Regions from separate parts of the Danio rerio genome. Here region 1 is linked to region 2. A link is a contact called in public Micro-C data. All regions are on one chromosome and are shown on one strand. The core of a region is the stretch at or near the end of the contact, and the rest is flanking DNA. Distances in the headings are between cores, read along the strand shown.

Region 1 (2,780 bases), core at 196-2,695, 41 kb after region 2:
TAAATTAAAACTGTGGCCTATTGTAATTTATTAGGCAAATAACAAACTTGCCAACACATCCAACATTCCTCAGTCTCAGAATTTGGCCATTTGAATAATAAAAAAGTAAACCATTATAATAATAATAATAATAATAATAGTAATGTAGAGCTTCACATTTTTTCTAGCTTCTCTTGTAAAAAAAAGTACATTTGAAAACTCATGGAAAACAAAAATAGTCTAATAAGTGTTAATATGGGCTGCTTTTGGTGCGTCACAACTTTTATTAATAATCTGTTTTCTTTCAAGAATGAGGTCAAAGATTTAGAATAAAAGTTACTTATAAAATGTTTTCTCTTTAACAATAATATGGTGAAAGTTGACTTTTCTTGCATCAAATCCGTTATGTCTTAAAGCCTTTTTTGATGGGTTATTTTTGATAACTGATGATGGCATAACAGTCAAAATATGACAAATGAGCTCATGTATGGGACAAATACTGAACTTTTGTCAGTGAACCTTTCGTCAGTGGGGTAGTCAAATTTTAAATAAACTAAACTAAACCCTATTGGCAGGTTATTTTTAAAAAAACACTTATTTTGACTAATTATTTCTGAAAAGATGATAACATTTTTTACTTGTCTAAAATGCTTCTTGATTTAAGATTTTTAGATATTTGGACTAGAAACGAGACAAAAACAACTGTTTTTATGGACAATTTAGTTTTAAGTTCAATTTTAATTGTATAAACAGATTGCCTTTTTAATAGAGCATATCAAAATTATTATTTTATTAAATTGAAAAGGATTTCAATCAGCTTTCATTTTTTTCCTTGATCCAAAAATGACATTTTGTGAGCATGATTTATAGAAGACACACACTTATTGAAACAATGGTTTATATATCTTGTCAGGCATGTTTTAGAGCAAGAATATTTGTCATATTAATGACTTGGTGGATCGCAAAATTCAAATTAAATCACATTTAAATCTTACACCTAGCCACCATCTTAAAATATTTTTTTTTTAACCATTTGTCAGCAAAAAAAGTGTTTTGTTCCAATTTAAACATAGTAAATTTAGGTATGAGCAGAAGTCCAAATAAGCATGATGTTTAATTTTTCATAAATATATGTCATACTGAATGACATTATGTGATTTAACTTGAATTTAATACTATTTTGCAATACAATATTGCATTAAATATATTTCTCATTTTATGAAAAGTCACTTTAATAAATGTCAGTGTTGATGCAGGCACCAAATTGTTTTCGACCCCCATATGGAATGAGAGTAGATGTACTGTTACCTTACTGTTAGTGTTTGATTTTTCCAGGACTCTGTCAGCAAGTTTGTCGCCCAGTTAAAAGAGAGCGGTGTGTTTGCCAAAGAAGTGCGCAGTGCCGGTGTGGCTTTCCACTCGTATTACATGGCCTCCATCGCTCCAGCTCTCCTGTCTGCACTACAGAAGGTGAACGCTGATTCTGCAGCTCCCTCTGGTGGACATTAACATCTCAGCTCATCAGCACAAATCAACACTGACCTCCTGTGTGTTATTGTAGGTAATAAAGAGCCCAAGGCCCCGCACAGCTCGCTGGATCAGCACATCTATCCCGCAGTCAGACTGGGAGAGCCCACTGGCCCTCTATTCTTCAGCCGAGTACCACGTCAATAACCTGGTCAGCCCTGTGCTCTTCCAGGAGGGACTGAATCATGTGCCGGATAATGCTGTGGTTGTAGAAATCGCCCCGCATGCCTTGCTGCAGGTAACCATTTAATTCAAGGTTTTGCATTTTATTTGTCTTCAATACATATTGTCGTTCTTTAATAAGTGTGGTCTCAGGTAGAGATAAGTGTGTTGAAGAAATTGTTGTGTAACTGCATTAAAAATTTATTTTCCACAAAAACAATTTAAATTGTAGAAAATAATTACCTTTTTAACAGAATATATCAAAATTATTATTTAATTAAATTGAAAAGCATTTGAATTTTTAGAAAATGAAGCTTTCCTTTTCCCCCCCAATCCAAAAATGACTAGCGAACATTTTCTTAGCATGATTTACAGAAGACCTTGCAACAACTTATTGTTAAAATCAGTCATGTGTAGGGAAAGACAGAATCTGCAGACATTTTTTTGCTATTTCTGCTTAGAGTTTTGTTAAGAATCTGTGGATTGATCCAGAATGATTTTGGGAGTATAATAACTAAAAATAAAAATAACTAATTTTGAACCTTTATTTAAATGTTTACAATGTAAATCCAATTAGATCCACTTTTTTGGTAAACCAAGCAAATCTATCATATAATACAGTTTTTGAATCAGAATTATTAGCTCCCCTGTTTATTTTTCCCCAATTTCTGTTTAAAGGAGAGAAGATTTTTAACAAATTTCTAAACAGAATAGTTTTAATAACTCATTTCTAATAACTGATTTATTTTATCTTTGCCATGATGACAGTAAATAATATTTGACTAGATAATTTTCAAGACACTTCTTTACAGCTTAAAGTGACATTTAAAGGTTTAACTAGGTTAATTAGGTTAACTAGGCAGGTTAGCGTAATTAGGCAAGTTATTGTATAACGATGGTTTGTTCTGTAGACTATTGAAAAAATATAGCTTAAAGGGGCTAATCATTTTGACCTTAAAATGTTTTTTTTTTTATTATTAAAAACAGATGGGGCATAAACAAATTATCAGACATACTGTTTTCTTGCTCTGTTAAACATCATTTAGAAAATATTTAAAAAAAGAAAAAAAATGTGAAGGGGTTTAATAATTCTGACTGCAACTTTATATCTA
Region 2 (2,700 bases), core at 38-2,537:
AGCCAATCTCATGACAGAAACTCAATGCATTTAGCTATGTAGACATGATCAAGATGATCTGCTGCAATTTAAATCGAGCATCAGAATGGGGAAAGAAGATTATTTAAGTAACTTTAAATGTGGCATGGTTGTTGGTGCTAGATTAGCTGGTTTGGGTATTTCAGAAACTGCTGATCAACTGGGATTTTCATGCACAACTATCTCTAGGGTTTACAGAGAATGGTCAGAAAAGAGAAAATATCCAGTTAGCGGCAGTTCTGTGGAAGCAAATGCCCTGTTGATGCCAGAGAGTAGAGGAGAATGGTCAGAGCTGATAGAAAGGCAACAGTAACTCAGATAACCACTTATTACAACCGAGATCTGCAGAAGAGCATCTCTGAACACACAACACGTCCAACCTTGAGGCGGATGGGCTACAGCTGCAGATGACCACACCGGGTGCCACTCCTGTCAGCTAAGAAATGGAAACTGAGGTTACGTTTTGTACAGGCTCACCACAATTGGACAATACAAGAATCATCTCAGACTGGTTTCTTGAACATGACAATGAGTTCACTGTACTCAAACGGCCTCCACAGTCACCAGAACCCTATCCAATAGAGCATATTTGGGATGTGATGGAACAGGAGATTCGCATCATGGATGTACAGCCGACAAATCTGCAGCAACTGCATGATGCTATCATGTCAATATGGACCAAAATCTCTGAGGAATATTTCCAGTACCTTGTTGAATCTATGCCACAAAGGATTAAGACTGATTAAGATTTAAGATTTGGTTCTGAAAGCAAAAAGGGTCCAACCATGTTCTAGTAAGGTGTACCTAATAAAGTGACCTGAGTGTATGCTAAGCTAAGCTAAAAGTGCTCCCACCAGACCCAGTAATGAACCCGAATAGATTAAAAAAAAATGTTAAAACTATACAATTTAACTGAAGAGTGCCTTTACCTATAAATGCACCTATATTTGAAAAGAGTGTAGTGTTCCTTTAAGAGACTATAAATAGCTTTCCAGCAGAAGATGCTTGGCCACAAACATAATGTTACTTAGAAAGTTCACAATCTCCCTGGACATTTCGTGCAAGGAAAGGCTGCATCCATATATTCGGCACAGCATGACTAGTCTTGTGAATCAGCACTTTAAATTGCCAGCTGGCATTTTGTCCAGTGACCATAGCCTGACTGTAAAGTAATGCCATGTTTTTTAAGCACTCATATGATTGTGTTCAGTCCTGCTATATCTTGTTGACTGATTGCAAATTCAGATCTTTAAAAGTGGGTTATCATGCCACAATCTTTTACCTCCACCTAGTGGCAGCTGATTTATCTCATACAATACCATCATTTTAACAGACATCTGTAATAGATGGCAGCAGTTTTCCATCAGAGGAGATCAGGAGACTCCAGCAGCAGAACAACACTCTAAAAGCAGTGGTGGCTGAAATGAGGAAAGAGATGGAGATCCTGAGCAAACAGAGGCTTGCAGCTCCAAGACCGGCCACAAATCTAGAGCCTAGCACTGCAGGTAAAATCAGACCTGAGGAAAGCTTATTTATGACATATATTCCCCTTTTTCAGGAACTGTTCCCCTATACGATACTTCATTAATGCTGCAAGTGAAATTTATACATCACAAATGTAATGCATATTTTGAATTTGATTAGTTTTGAGGTGTGCTAAAGATTCAGTACTTATTGAGAAATTATTGGTAGGATTAGTATTTTAAAGAGAAATTCTGAGCTAAAGAGGCTAAACAAAAAATACTTGTATTTATTAAAGTAAAACAAAAAGGCTATTACACATCATTGCTTCAATCTAATCACCCATTTTAGAAGAATGAAAAGAAATTGCTATAGAAATTTGGGAGATTGATACCGTTACTTTCTCCTTAAAACTTTACGGAGACCCGGAAGGGACGTGATGGTGGGGGAAAAATGGGTTGAAGAAAAAAAAACTGGGTGGGAGAAAAAAAAGCAGTAATAAGAAAGTATATTTTTAAAGTTTTTGCGTTCCCTCACAAAGATGTTTTGCGTTTCCACGCAAAACTGTTTTGCACAAACACTTTCTCTTCACTTCATGCATGTCAACCCTCCCGTTTTTGCCAGGATTCTCTTGTATTTTACTGGTCTATCTTGCTATCATCCTATCATGAAGTACTTTCCCATATTTCTCATAGATTTTTAATCTTGAAAGCATGATAAAATTAATATAAAAATGTAAATGTCTGCATTCACTTTTGTTTCATTAAATGACCATATGAATGATCATCGCCATTTATATGTAACCACTGAATCAGCGAATGCATGTATAAGCGCGGACTGATGGACATGCTACGTATGATAAACTGATGCCCAATCAGCTTCTATACACGCCATTTAAAGAGGAGCGAGCGTGCAGGACACTTTAGGATTCGGGTGTGTTTAAACAGACAAATACACTTAATAATACGCAAACGTGTCCGTCCTGCGTGTTTTATTTTAAACACAACTAAGTTTCTCTTAAATTAGCACATTCATTCATTCATTCATTAAACTTCTTTGAATGTTTTACACAGCGGATGCCCTTACAGCTGCAACCCATCTCTGGGAAACATCCATCCACTCTCATTCACACTTTTACACTACGGACAATTTAGCCTATTTAATTCACCTGTACCGCATGTCTTTGAACTGTGGGAGAAACCGGAGCACCCAGAGAAAACT

What was found. Hi-C and Micro-C count contacts between places; a contact is called where the count stands out from the background.
Region 1: a Micro-C map of caudal fin shows a contact between it and region 2, with 19 times the contacts expected there. The contact joins two enhancer-like sites. A contact is called at or near these places in 3 of 18 Hi-C or Micro-C datasets (caudal fin and embryo) and 2 of 4 datasets of contacts at active chromatin or transcription factors (caudal fin and gastrula embryo).

The regions. Positions count from the first base shown.
Region 1 is chr12:35,328,711-35,331,490 of GRCz12tu, forward strand. It overlaps fasn (fatty acid synthase), which reads left to right. Exons shown (of 43, transcript XM_073918612.1): 13 at 1,315-1,449; 14 at 1,541-1,744. Among named protein-coding and RNA genes, the nearest start is that of fasn, 24 kb to the left of the region's middle. Within about 2 kb of position 1,446, at least 5 of the 62 cell types and tissues checked have an H3K27ac peak or open chromatin away from gene starts, as enhancers often do. A contact at or near this core is called in caudal fin, where this site is marked.
Region 2 is chr12:35,287,409-35,290,108 of GRCz12tu, forward strand. It overlaps ccdc57 (coiled-coil domain containing 57), which reads left to right. Exons shown (of 19, transcript NM_001201562.2): 11 at 1,352-1,523. Among named protein-coding and RNA genes, the nearest start is that of ccdc57, 17 kb to the left of the region's middle. Within about 2 kb of position 1,288, at least 3 of the 62 cell types and tissues checked have an H3K27ac peak or open chromatin away from gene starts, as enhancers often do. A contact at or near this core is called in caudal fin, where this site is marked.